Regions from separate parts of the Bombyx mori genome. Here region 2 is linked to region 1. The links are chromatin contacts, called in public Hi-C maps. All regions are on one chromosome and are shown on one strand. The core of a region is the stretch at or near the end of the contact, and the rest is flanking DNA. Distances in the headings are between cores, read along the strand shown.

What was found. A called contact is a pair of places that touch in the nucleus more often than the background predicts.
Region 2: a contact with region 1 is called in a Hi-C map of midgut, with 1.7 times the contacts expected there. The contact joins two enhancer-like sites. A contact is called at or near these places in 2 of 7 Hi-C or Micro-C datasets (midgut and whole pupa).

Annotation. Positions count from the first base shown.
Region 1 is chr4:6,864,018-6,871,512 of ASM3026992v2, reverse strand. The region is part of intron 4 of LOC101735337 (protein muscleblind); the gene reads left to right. Among protein-coding and RNA genes, the nearest start is that of LOC101747130, 27 kb to the right of the region's middle. Within about 2 kb of position 4,057, at least 4 of the 8 cell types and tissues checked have open chromatin away from gene starts, as enhancers often do.
Region 2 is chr4:6,930,130-6,937,624 of ASM3026992v2, reverse strand. All of the region lies in intron 3 of LOC101735337 (protein muscleblind), which reads left to right. Among protein-coding and RNA genes, the nearest start is that of LOC101747130, 93 kb to the right of the region's middle. Within about 2 kb of position 2,819, at least 5 of the 8 cell types and tissues checked have open chromatin away from gene starts, as enhancers often do.

The DNA of each region.
Region 1 (7,495 bases), core at 2,808-5,307:
TAGGGGTCGGACCGCACGGGGCACAGATGGAGATTTATCACGCCCGCCGGAGCTGAGGCTACAAGTTCGAGCATTAAACGAGTCCGGGATATTAGCCGCCTGCAAGATGCCGCCCGAGATCATAATTAAGTGCCGCCCAATTTATCGGTGCGACCCCCGCCCGAAAACTCTTAAACTTCCCTTATCGTTCGTACTAAAAGCTCTTTATTTTGTAGTTAGTCCCGATCGTAGTTATCGCCTTTATGTTCACCTCTTTGTTTATTGAAACCGCAACTTTGCAAAATTAATCAATGCACAATCTCGATAATACACTTTCTCAATGTTTGAGTAAATTCTCATTTCGATGCCTGGTATTAGTGATGAATCGAAAATACATCATTGAAAAATCATTTTCTTTTAAAATACATCATTCATTTTATGCAAAATAATGCAAAGGTTACTGAAAGTCAAAATTGATTCGAGTTAAATCTGTTTTTTATCCGAACTGTGTGTATACTGAATTAGTTTTTACACGACCCGATTTTTCCGGCCCCTGAAAATACTGAATGACTTCACGTTGCGTCACGTTAAACGGGCCGATCCCGGGACGTTCTGCGCCACTGGCCTGATGTATGAAGTTAACGCTACGCATCATCGACGTAATGTGAACATTGATCACTACGCTTAAACGTTTACAAGTTTCATCTGTACTTAATGCCGTAGTCATTTGTGAATTCTCATCTATCTAAAATAAATTCTAAACGTGACGGAAAATTGACACGTATCACGTACATACAAACAAATCACGTACCTCTATATATTAATACGTGAAGCAAAAACTTTGTATCCCTTTTTACGAAAATTGCGCGGACGTAGGAGTATGAAATTTTGCACACTTATAGAGAATATAGAGAAGAAGTGCACAATGCTAATGTTTTTTTAAAATAATGCATAAAAGATACATTAAATCAATAAAGAAAACATTACACACACTACATACCATGTATTTGACGCACACACGCATGCATACTATTTATTGTCAAACTTTTGTTCTTGGCGTCTGTTGTCAAATTGAGAATAGATTAAATATTGTTTGTTAATTTTTTTATAGTGTAGTCTTGGCGAAATTTGTGATTATAGAAGTATAAAATACAATCATAATAGTGTACAAACTTAAATTCCAATTAATTATAGTCGAATTTCGACTACTGCGGGACCTCTAGTACAAACAAATGCGTATATGATGTTAATAATCTAGTTAGCGATATCGCATTTGAATTCGACTACGTCTTGATAACTACGGTCTGGTAGTTGATTGCTAATAGACTTATTACCCAAGCAGCACGAGTAAACTGGTTAGGTGACCTAACCACGTCCGTGTCTGACTTTATACAGGGTGTGGATAATGGTAACTCTACAAAACTTATCACAAATAGGATATATAGTGTTTCAAAGGCACACAGAAAAAAGTTTAGACATACTTAATAAAGTGATCTTTAATGGATCATAATTCACATTTCATGATTTTGCGCATGCAATATGTGGATGAAAAAGTATCAAGGAAATCTATATGTCGGAGACGGTCATTAGTTTGGTAGCTAAACGAAACGCAGCACGATTCTACGAGAGAGATTGTAGGCAGCGGCTTGGCTCTGCCCCTGGCATTGCTGAAGTCCACGGGCGATGGTAACCACTCACCATCAGGTGGGCCGTACGCTCGTTTGCCTACAAGGGCAATAAAAAAAAAGATGGCAGCACGACTGCGGTATCATCGGAACTCGGTTAACGTCGTACTACAGCATAGCCGATGGAGGCGCGTAGACGCTATCACACTTATCAACTAGACTTCTTGAAGAGCCGTGCCTCCGCCCTGGAAACTGTCACTCGTTTTCGTTTGCTAACGTCAAGAGTAGATTTCTGGATTGTTCTGGGAGAGCAAACGTGATTGGTGTGCTTAATGTTTCTCTTGGCTCACTCTGTTCGCCCCTACGATGTCTGACGATGGTGTTAATAATTGTGGCTTCTTCGACATAATATAATATTTATTTTATTACTTTTTTTGTTAGTCAAATATTTTTTCTTACTACATATTTATCTTGTAATTCTTAGTTGCCCATCCTGTATACGGTTTCTGGTGTATTTTTTACCTCTAATGAACGCTAGTGGGATTCGAGTATTGAGTGGCCGTAATAAAAATAAATATATTACATAATTCTAGTTTATTTCTTATTACGAATTCGAAACCTCTCATCATCATAATCTTTGATGTGAAACTGACGTTATAATACTGACATTCGTTTTTGCAACACGATCTCCGTGAAAGTTGTTAGTTTCTTTGAGATGCCAGCAATTATCACACAAAGCCGCAACGACTTGGTCAAGTAGGTGTTTTGTTGTTTCGTTCTTTTGTGGAAAAGTGACAGCGCTTTGCTTCATATTAGTTTGGAAAGAACACTATTCGGAACGAGAAATCATGATGCTACTGTTGTTGTTCTCTTAACAAAAGCGATAGCTGATAATTATAGCAGGCGGGTAACTTTACAGGTTGCGTAAAAAATATGTGTACAAGGGAGGTATTTTTATTCACATTAGTGAAGTAGGTAATTTACGCGGTCCTAAAAGCAGCGTGGTTAATTAAGGTCATTACAAAGTAGCATGGCCGTTCTTAAAGCGAATGGTTTGCAGTTCATAATGAGAGTAGGAGGCAAGAGCCGACGAAGGCGTCTCGCGCAATTTAATGAAACACCTTGAGAGCCGGCGCCCATTTTCGTTGCATTAATCCCTCACCCCATCGTCCCAGTCCAGCTTCGGTACTCACGTCATTTACAAACGACACTTACAAAATTAACTAAATTTGTTTTACTAAGAACCCGACATTCCCGTGTTTAGTCGAGAAACAAAAGCTAGTAACATAAGTGGGCAAGCAAACTCGTTCATTTTAATTTCGTAACAAACAAGAACTAAACGGCCCTTGTTCTCCACCGGCCACTTGTGCTGTTACGGGGGAAAATCTCGCAAACCATTTTTTTATATAGATATTATTTAACCACTTAACGTGGACTTACTGTAGTATTATTCTCTGCCATTCGAAAACCTCTATACCTCAAATATTTAGTTTCTATTCTTACATAATATTGTAGTAGTGATGTGTTTATTGGATTGTAGGCGTGTTCAACATTACGTCATCAACATGTTAGTTACGGCGTATCGAACGCCATAGTCGGCCGTCAAGAGGCCGCTGTGTAAAAAATACGCACCTGCGAGGCGTAATCGCGCCCCTCTCGCATGACGCCTCATTAGCCACTCCCTAGCGCCTCTATAAATCATTTTAAATTCAAATTCTACTTACTTTCGGAATTGACTTTGCTTGCCTACCTAATTCCCTTCCCGACCACAAAATTTTGCAAATTAGATTTCCACCTTTCCTCCGTTTTAACTTACACCAAAAAAAATATATTGCGGCATCCGGGGCCGGATCTTACATTGTGATCGTGTTACCTACGATTTTGTATTTCGATCCTGGAAGAACCCTTTAATAATCAACTCCATCGGGACATTCGACCTTATTCGAGGATATCTTTTTTTATATTTATTGCTTTATTTTTTGTCCCTTTACATACCTACGCTTGTAATATTAACCTACCGCCTTGCTTATTTTAATCAAAGGTCTATTATAAAATAACAATATAAATAAGTTCGATTAAAATTAACATCTCCTCAGTGGTTATTATTACTTTAAAAAGCTTATGATTCGCTTCTGAGAATGAAATTGAAATTTATTTATAGACTCGAGGATCCACGTGTCGTAGGTGTTCCACCGTCTATCTCTAACGCATCTGGTTGTTGGCACAGTATACCGGTCGGTTCTATTCCCGTCTGCCCCCAAATATTTCTGGCAGCCATATTCACGCGTACAAGTGGACTCCGGGTCAGATCGCGCGGGGTCGTGTCATTCATCGGCTCGTTAGCTCATTGTTTTCCTCGTGTCAATTGGTCGAGGCACGTGTTCGGCCAATAGTGGAATAGATGAAAGACTAGGCGCGGCGTGCGCGTACGGTTGACCGCGCTCCGACGACAGCGTGCCGCCAATCCATCAATCTGATCGAACGTTCTAATCGGTTAACAACCACGTGGCTCGCATATTGTGCGTTCTTCGCAAACGACTCTACTTATTTGTTTGTTTAGTTACAGGACATCGTTTGATTAATAGCGTCTGCCGCATACATAATGTTTAATAAGAAATATGTACACTTGGGAATAAAATACTTATAGGGATGTTTGGAGTTCCGAAAATTAGTAGAGTAGGGTGTGTATGCTTATGGTATACAATAATACCAATTTACACGTCATTAAGGATCCTCCCGATCCATTAACGGTGCTTTTAGGTACCACAAGCACCGGTAACCATCCTCGTCGAACCCGTCGCTTGCGACGAAGGGCTCGACGAGCGAATTAGACACAGCCCACTGAGTTTCTCGCCGGATCTTCTTAGTGGGTCGCGTTTCCGATCCGGTGGTAGATTCTGCGAAGCACTGCTCTTGCTAGGGTCAGTGTTAGTATCACTCCGGTTTGAGCCCTGTGAGCTCACCTACTAGTTAAGGTTACGCTGAAACAGCCTCTTAAGGCAAAAAAAAATCCAATGCAAATCATTAAGTACAAAAGACAATGGGCGGTCTTATGGCGAAGACCAATCTCTTCCGGACGACCATCAGGTGGAAATCAGAATCGTTTCAGAAAAAGGTATCTCAATTAAAATTAATTGCTTTTTATAGGTACTAGAGTAGTGTTTTATTTGATTTTGGCAAGAGCGACGAGGTTGTCGGCACGCGCCAGTATACTCTGAACCAGGGCCCCGTTCGTTATACACGTTACAATTGCAGAGTGCACTTGGCGCTTTAATGCTCTCACGGTAACGAGATATGAGCGTCTCAGTTCATTGATGTCGCTTAAGTGCAGTTCTTTTTAGTATAGGTGCCAAGTTACGGATTTCCATTTTTGTTATTTCAAATGACTCAGTCAGAAATTTATGAAACTAGAGGTCCGTCCCGCAGTAGTCAAAATTCGACTATAATTAATTGGAATTGTAAGTTTGTACACTATTATGATTGTATTTTATACTTCTATAATCACAAATTTCGTCAAGGCCACACTATAAAAAATATTAATAAAGACAAAAAATATTTAATTTATTCTCAATTTGACCACAGACGTCAAAAAGTTTGACAATAAATAGTATGCATGCGTGTGTGCGTCAAATACATGGTATGTAGTGTGTGTAATGTTTTCTTGATTGATTTCATGTATCTTTTATGCATTATTTAAAAAAATATATTAGCATTGTGCACTTTTTCTCTATATTCTCTATAAGTGTGGAAAATTTCATACTCCTCCGTCCGCGCAATTTTCGTAAAAAGGGATACAAAGTTTTGCTTCACCTATTAATATATAGATGACACTAAAAGAATGGAAAGTAATGAATTTCTTCTGGACGTTTCGGTTATCTTTTATTGCATTGTGCAAGTGTACGTTGTTGGTATAAGAGAAACGTCGAGGGTGGTTCGGTGTTCGGTTTGCTTCCCTGCTATCACACAAAAATGTTATTAGTTTTTGGCGGTTATTGCCCCGAGTTGGACTCGTCTCGATCGTTACGTAACCCGAACAAACAGAGGATATTGAAAGTTTTATTTTGTTTAATACGCAACTTTTGTTTTTGTTATTCAAGATTGTTTTGTTACTAAAGAAATACACAGTTTTTGAGACTTTGCGGCATATTTTTGAGATGTCACTTTTTTACTCGTAGTGGTGGTTTTAGTGGACTATCAAATTAAACAACTCGAAGAATAAAGGACAGAATGGATTCTAACGCTATTGAGGCTTTGATCATAAATTTCACGGTTAAAATATCACAATATCAAATACATTTTGTGCAGAACAGTACGCCTGCAAATATGAGAATAGCACAGATAATATAATTACAATGCAGTGTAGCTACTTTACCCATCGCTGCAGGAGGCATAAGAAACAATAGGCGGTAGAACGTCTTGTGAGTCCGCACGGGTAAGTATCACCGGTTGGTACATATTCCTGCTATGAAGCAGTAATGCGTGTCGGCTTGTATAGTAGTGAGGCAGCTACAGGGCAGCTACAGTACCACTGTAAAAACGGAGACCTTAGAACTCATGTCTTTAGGTGATTGGTGGCATTTACGCTGTGCATGTCTACGGGCTCCCGTAACCACTTAACACCAAACGAGGCGTGAGTTCGTCTACCCTTCTAAACAATAAAAAAATCATTAAAAAATTCACATTTGTAGCTTCTATGTTTTTTTATTTATTTTCTTTTGGTAGGCAGCGGTTTGGCTCTGCCCCTGGCATTGCTGAAGTCCATGGGCGACGGTAACCATTCACCATCAGGTGGGCCGTATGCTCGTCTGCCTACAAGGGCAATAAAAAAATAATAATAATAAAAATTCAATCAGTATTATTTCTAAAATTAAGAGATGGCTTTTATTTAATAAGCGTTAGATACGACACGTTAAAAATATAATGATAACAGTTAAAAACGATGCCTCCATTCGAAATTCATAAACGGATCGCTTTGAATTGAAACTCGGCTAATGCAAACGGCACCGACTAACAGGATATAATAAGTTTATTCCGAGTTTGAACAGCCAGAGGACCGACCGACTAACATTATGTCTGCCAGTAACAAGTTAATCTAAATACAGTCGGCTACTTCGAGTTTATTGTAGGAAGCATCGTCACAGTTTAATAACTGAGAAAATTTTGTACACACACACACACATCTGCATGTGATTTCTGTGCGATTCGATCCAATGCGTCTTCCAACTTTTTGCGAACGTAATGTTTATGTAGAGAGAGGTAGAGGTACTTTGATAACATCGTACTGTACAAAAGTTACTCAGTAAATCACTCCGACCCCGTTCGCGGACATTATCAGTAGCCGAGTCCCCAGCTCAGTGTTGAATATTCAAACCGGGTTTGTTTGTGTACGTCTTTTTTTTTTGTTACTGCGATAAACGCTTTTCATTTTCTTTTCTATGCTAATATTATAAAGAGGAAAGATTTGTTTGTTTGTTTGTATTGAACAGGCTCCGAAACTACTAAACCGATTTGAAAAATTCTTACACTGTTTGGAAGCTACACTGTTCCCGAGTGACATAGGCTATAATCTTTTTTGAAAAAAATTAAGGATCCTTACTAAAACTCCAATAATGTAATCCCGAGGTGTAAAAAAAATTACCTAAAATATTCTTTACATCGCGTGCCCTGCGAAAACTATTGATGATAGAATAAAATAATGTACTACGACTTTGTAGAACACATTATTATTTACAAAAAGTGTCGCGGCAGCATATGTCTAACTATTATAGTTATGCCGCAATAAGCGTTATTTTATTTTAAAAAATAAAACAACGTCAAACATCGTTGAAATTTTTGTTAAAGACTCGAGCGGAGCCGGAGCGGGCCGCTAGTCCTTTATAAAACGCTCACTC
Region 2 (7,495 bases), core at 1,570-4,069, 67 kb before region 1:
GCCAAAGTTTATTTTTTTAATTAATACTTACGTAATTTACTATCTCTGTCACATTTATCAAGATTAATTCCGTGGCAAATATTGCGGCAATCAAAAAAGAATGACTCAAAACTCTGACTCGATCTGATCCCAAAATTTTTAAACATTATACACCGTGCTCAGTGGCGAGCAATTGGAGAGGCCTGTGTCTGGCAGTGGACTGCTATAGGCCGATGATGATGATGATGATACATATACAAAGGATCCTAGTTATAAACGTGAAAGTAAAATTTATTCATGTAATACGATAACTAATCACACTACCATATGCGTTTTCGGATAGACCAAAACAATTCTCGAATAATTATCATTATATCTTTAAAACGGACAAAAAATATGTATTCAATTTATTTAAATAATTTGGAAGACCCACCCATCACTACTATGTTATATTTTACGTCAGACTTCGATGCTATTTAACACCAGCTACGATTATTTCTTGTTTTCAAGCTTATAAGGCCAATCGTTGTACAGCTTACACTATTTGGATTGCAGGGGAAGTCTTAATCAACCCATCACAAATAAAGTTGTATCTACTTCGAGGCGTAATTGAATAATAAACTTTAACCTTGCACGAATTGGGCAACATAGCGCCACTTCTGCTAGTGTAACTAGTAAAATATTCTCTTAGTTACTTTCAAATTTCAAAATGAAAAATTAAACTAAACTTGTAGTAAATGAAGTAAATTATTTTAGATATGTGCTAAGCCAGGTCTTTGTTAGTTTTGTACCTGAGAAAAAAACGCAACTGAAACGGATTATTTTTGCTACCCACAAATGGTTTGAAGAAGAAACTATTTATTTTGGCTATATAAATTGTAAGATAAAAATTTAATTTTTTTTTTAAGTTAAACCGTGTTTGTAGGTCTACAAAACTGAATTCCTTTTCTAAAATTTGAATTCATCTAATACATACATATTTTAAGTCTGTGGACGTAGTTGCAATAACTTCTAAATCGGTACTAAATTAATTTTCTGAAAAAGAAAAAAAAACAGGCCAATGAATATATATCGATATATTTAAAAACTGCACTGAAATAAACAAGTCATACGACGACAACATTTATGACGTCAGTGAAGTTTAAAACAACACACATTTAATGTTAACAAAACACATTTACGATCTGTAGTATTATTAGTGGCTAGCAATAACAAAATTCTTGCATTGAATTTAACGACATTGACTTTAATTGTTTTCATGCTTTAAATGCCAAATTCCATTTCTAATGGCTTAGAAACAAACTTCTGAATATTGTCATTGACTGTTTGATTGCGTTTTGATTATGTTTTAGATACGTATTGTTGAAACACAGCTGCCGTCTGTATTATGTTCGAGTATCTATCTCTACCTGAGGCCAAACTTTGTACTCGCATATGCGAATGAACAATTAGTCATAAATAATTGAACACGCTCGATATTCCATTGTAAGAAGACAAAGAGATGTCACACTCAAAACTTTGTCAATTTACTTTGAAACCGTGTAAAGCTCTCTCCGCTGGTGTCTTTACTGTCCAAAAGTAGAAGTAACGTCGATAGAACTTTCCATTCAGGGTACGAATCGTACTTACGTTGTCTAGAAAGGGATCACACTGTAGTGCATTCCCTGCGATGTATTATGCAGTCCCGAAGCGGTGCTAGTGTAAGCGGCTTCGAATGATTCTTGCTTCCCATTACAGAACTCTATTTCGCCTCTAACATTCATGATAGGATCATTGAAATGAAAAAATTTACATTTATATTATTTGTTACTGAAGATATAGAGCAATGTGAAGTAATTGAATTAATTGGCAGCTTACCAAATACCAGGCCGGTGTTAAAGGCTTCTAAAAGACGGTTAGAATTCTATCGTATTTGACTAAACAACGCAAATACATATATGATGTCGATACTAACAAGTCGATCTTGACGATTAGTGGACGTAATGTAACTTATAGGTATGCAACTTATGGCTTTTAGAGAATCGCACTGGAAATTGCGGACTAGATACCAAATAAATATAAAGGAATCTTGAGCCTATACATTAGATCCAGTCAAGTTGTACGCTAAAACCCACGGTAAGGCTGAAGCAATTTGATATTATAAAATTTAATGACCCATCGCAGTCATGTGCGATGTTTATTTTTACTTTATTAATATATTGAATATTCACAAACGGTTTGCAGGAACTCTCTACTGCAGAGTTTATTGTAAGATGTTCACCTACTGGTGCTAATCGCATCTCATTTCCCACATGTCGCTCGCTGTAGTGGGAAGTACAAATGAGATTGTGGCCTGACATGTCGTTCCGTAGACCCAGGCTTATTTAACGTAACAGCCTGAACCATCTTGAAACACTACACCCGTATCAGAAAAATTCGTGGATCCTTTTGTAAATACGTTTCAAACGGAAAATTCTAAAGTTAAATAAATACATTCCGTCCTTTTGGGGCTTTTACCCGAAATGAAAGTCGGTTGAATCACAGCGAACAGCTATCGGAACTAACAGAGGCCCTTTATCGCGTTTCACGCAAGTTTTCTCGAGCCAGTCTCTACTTACACGATTAATTTGAGTCAATAAATCCGCATTAAAAGCAAAGCCAAGGGGCAACCGACCGCGCTACTGTGTTAGTAGCCGCCATTCCGACCTTTTTGTTCTCACTCCACTCCACACTTACGTACTTGATCTATATAATTTATTATTCGTGGTCCACTGTCCACGACACATCATGCCGTGTCGCAAGTTTTAATATTAAAGCTAGTTATCGATCGGAAATTGGTATGGTCTGGCGAGCGGTGCACGTCACCGGCCGCCGAGACAGACAGGCAGCGCGCGCGGCGCCTACGAGCCCATTAGATGTCTGCCCGATGTAGAACGCTCGATAAACTTGTAAAAACGCCTTCTACCCATTTAATTTTTATACCCTTGCTTAAGCTTTGCTATTGGCAGATCTCTCTCGGCTTTTTATAAAATGCCGTCATCAACTGAATCGCGCTCCCTATTATTTTGCGATTGTTTAAGTCCAGCTGTGATGTTTCAGAAGCAGGCATTCGCGACTCGACAATTTTAATATGCTATTAAAATTTTATAACAATTTTAATAGCACATTAAAATTGCTTCCTAAATTGAATTCAATCAACATTTTTAAAAGCTCTTTCGAAGTCAATACGAATGAATTATACCAACACTACTACTATGGTACCAGAAAAGGTGGAAGCTTTTTTATTGTATTAAGAACTTTACAATTATTTACTTTTCTTTCCAAATGTTGAAGCTGGGAGAGAATGATAGAAAGAGCAACCAAATATTTATGACTTTATGTGAAAAAGTTTATGTTGCGGTAAGAGTTTTATTTCTCTCGTGAAACGCGTGTATCATTTTTCGAATAACATAATATGAAATGGCACCCCTGTATTGACCAATAAAAGTATATTTTCTTCAGATGAAATTACTTTTTTTCTTTCTAATAAAGTAAGTATATTTGATCGACGCTAAGTCCTTAGGGTCGGAATTTTATGATAATACAAATTACTGCTTAGGGACATTTTCGTTAGTGCTTGAATTAAATACCTTTTGGATAAGTGAGTTTCTATGTTGATTTACATTATTGTGTTTTATTCCTTAAAATTTACATTTCTTGGTTCAAGTTATTGAAAAACATTTTCCGGGTTTTAATGTACTTACCTATTCGTATTCGATAATTAAACGTTGCTAAATTCGTAATTACAATGTAAAGATAAGTTCAATAATACTTTGCCACTTGTCGGGGCACGTACGCCAACTTTTATTCAGCAAATTTGGTTACGTAATTCGTTGGAAATATTCAAGTTTTCCCTTCGCCTTCGGCGCGACGTTATCGCAGCCGGCTCTCAACGCGGGCGCGTGGGCGGGCGCTCCCCGCGGGGACTTAATTTGTTGCTCTCCTGGCGCCTCGCATCTCACTTTCAAACGCGACCTTACCACTTCCCCTTCAGCGACACCGTGTACTCGTGTTCCCGCTCACCCCGTTACGATGTATTCAATAACACCTCAACGTGTTATCTGCGTATTTCTGAAATCTAGAAGGAAACGGTTCAGTATTTGCAGCTTTGTATAATAACAATAAATTCATAATGTTTTTGCTATAAGTGAATAGACTAGCTCACTGGTCTTCGGTATTAGTGATTATCGGAGCATATAGAATATCAAAACTGAACCACGATCCGCCTTGAGACGTAAGATTAATGTCTCAAATGCTTTTGTAATTACGGCTATCCTACGTTACGTGCCGGGATATGTTTCACGCAGATATATGTAGGTAGGCGGTAATTACTTTCGTGAGCTCATAATTCCACCAGTAAAATAACTGCTAATAAAACAATATCGAGCTGATATTCAATTTCAATAGTTGCCATCTCGAGCATACGTGCTTTGAGATTCGCATGGCACCAGCACCGCGACTATTCAATAACACCGCTATAAAGAAGTGCACCGTAAAATATTTATGTGTATGGAAGCGAGCACGATTCGGTACCGCCGCCAGCAATCAAATGCTTCGATCAAACTCATTATTGTCGTTTCATTTTGTATTCACTTCAATATCATCAATATTGTTTTACGAATTACGAACTCTAAAATAAACAGAATAACATGAAATTAACTTTTTGTTATGTAACAAATACCGTAGGTAAGAAGTTTTCCTAGACAAGATATTAGAAGGTCAGGGTTCAGGTTCGATTTGCCATCCTTGAGTAACGTATGTGGAATTCTTAGCTGAAGGATTGAGACAGGGAAGTAATAGTGATGCAGATGGGCTTAGTTATCTAGGAAAATTTATTCGAAAAACTAGCAATATTGCTAAGACTGTAGCAGTGTCAGTTCGAAGATGGGAATGCACTACATAACCATATCCTCTGACTGAACAGGACGGACCATTATTAGATAATAACTTCAAATATGCCATTATGTTTGTCATAGATTATGCAAATAATTCTTTATCATTTCGTCGTTTTTTTTCCCTACCTATGCTAATAGCCTTGAGAGGCTATTTCAGCTTGACCCTAGCATGTAGGTGAGCTCTCGGGGCTCAAACCGGAAGTGTTGCTAACACTGGCCCCAGCAAGAGCAGTTCTTCGCAGAATCTACCACCGGATAGGAAACGCCACCCACTGAGAAGATCCGGCGAGAAACCCAGTGGGCAAACGTCGGTATGAAGCGTAATCTATACTAATATTATAAAGCTGAAGAGTTGGTTTGTTTGAACGCGCTAATCTCAGGAACTACTGGTCCGATTTGAAAAATTCTTTCAGTATTAGATAGTACATTTATTGAGGAAGGCTATAGACTATATAACATCACGGTAAGACCGATACAAGTGGAGCACCAAGAAAGAATGTTTCAAAATATTTTCACTTTCTACGTAAATGAAGTGGGGGGTAAAATTTAGCGTTATGCCAAAGTAACTATTCCACGCGAACGGAGTCGCCGACAAAAGCTAGTACATATATAATTTATTTACAGTAAGTAGCTTGGGATGTCGTCCGAATAACGGCGAACGTTTCACGTAAAGAAATGGACGATCCCAGTGCCCAATTAACGAAGTACTGGGACCGCGACGGGCGCGCCGCTCGTTACGTGCCCGCTCAAATTGGCGCCGACTGTACAGTAACGATAATGACGGCGCGTGAGTTGTGCCCCGTTCGTCCACTAACGTAACACTCGCTTCTCCCGCGGGACGCCCTAAAAGCCGCTTCGTACGAGCTTCATACTTCCACATTTTGGCAGTCATGCAAAACTTTGCGGTTTTTGTGGCACATAAACAATACGGCACACGTGTGCGTCTGACCGCTTATCGATTGAATCAACTTAAAATGCATTGTTTTCCGTCGCGGTGTCGATCGGTTTCCGCCAAATTTTCCGCTGTGGGCGCTTGGCAACCGCGCCTTGTGGTACGCCACAAACACCCAAAACAAATGGGGAACTTCGTGCTGGTTTTTTATTTTATTTTAAATAAACCAGCTGCATTTCTATTTTTCATAAGTTCGACTGTTAAGTGTTCTTGCATGCCGGCAACGTTAGTAATCAGGGCGAGAGTGATAGGCCACTGAAAGCTTTTTGAAAGCTCGAAGCGGCGGCCGATGAAATGGTTCTATGGAATATTTTGATTTTAAGCGGGTCATTGCGATTCCATCAGAGAAAGGAATAGTTAAATCTTTCTAACAAAAAAAAACACTAATTCATCGTTTTTATAAGATACATATTTATTTCATAATGTACTCATATATGTACTTAAATTCAATACACAACGGCTTCTAAGATGCGCTTACACGCGCATAATATTAAATGCTTACGCAATAATACAACAAAAAACTTAATTATCGTCACGTATAACGTTCTGCTGCTTAATATTTTTTATTGCTTGAGATGAGTAAACGAGCTAATAACGGCTCATCTGGTGTTAAATGTTTACTAGAGCCTATAGACGTCACAAGCTGAATTCCTCCACCAACCTTGAGAACTCACCATCAATTGGGCCGTATGCTCGTCTGCCTACAAGGCTAATAAAAAAAAAAACCTAAGAATTCAAATTCTTTTGAATACCGATTCCCGTTTCTAAGTTGTAACAGGAGATCTCAAGTCTAATATGCTCGCTACAAACGAGGTATCCATACTTTCGTTAAAAACCTAAGTGATCTCAAGTTAACCTCGTACGAAAAGATTGAAAACTTTACCTTGGCTTAGATTTGCTTTTTTCCACGTGCGACGGCTTAAAACGTGTTGACCTTGATATCCTTCAAATGCTTACCGTCGCAATTTTTGAGTGCCATATCAAACATTTGACAAAGTTTACAATAAAACTGAAATGTAAAACGTAGTGGATAGTAATAACTAAAAAATAAATGTACAGTGTGCTTAGTGCGAGTTTTTTAACGTTCTCGATAGCGTAAAAGTTAACTCAGATTTGTATGCAGTTGGAACAGCGCCCCTAGCGGCGAACGTAAGCAAACGTTCCAACTTCATACAAATTTAAGTTAACTTTTACGCTATCGAGAGCGTTAAAAAACTCGCACTAAGCACACTGGTCTTTGATTTTACAATAGCGAATGCGAGGTCGAATTTCGGTTAAAATGAAACAAGTTGTATAGTATTTATCTCAGTATCGACTGACTACGTCTTTTGTAACGGCCATGCTTATTTTTAGTCTCGCGTGTACATACTCTATTGCGTTGAAAATTTACAGCGATCGCCTCTCGTTTGTTTGGTATCTATACTTCAATGTCATTTTCTACTGTCGCTGTTTCAAGATATATGTACTATCTACTTTATGCGAGAATCAAACTTAGTTGAATGCTCATTTTATAGTCATGTACTGAAACGCTTTCTGGAAAACTGACGAGAGAGCCGGTGCAGTGGAGACACGCCCAAGCTCAGATAGTTCAGGAATAGAAAACCAAGAACTTGGGGGTAATAAGTTGGAGAAGGAAAGGCGCGAATAAATA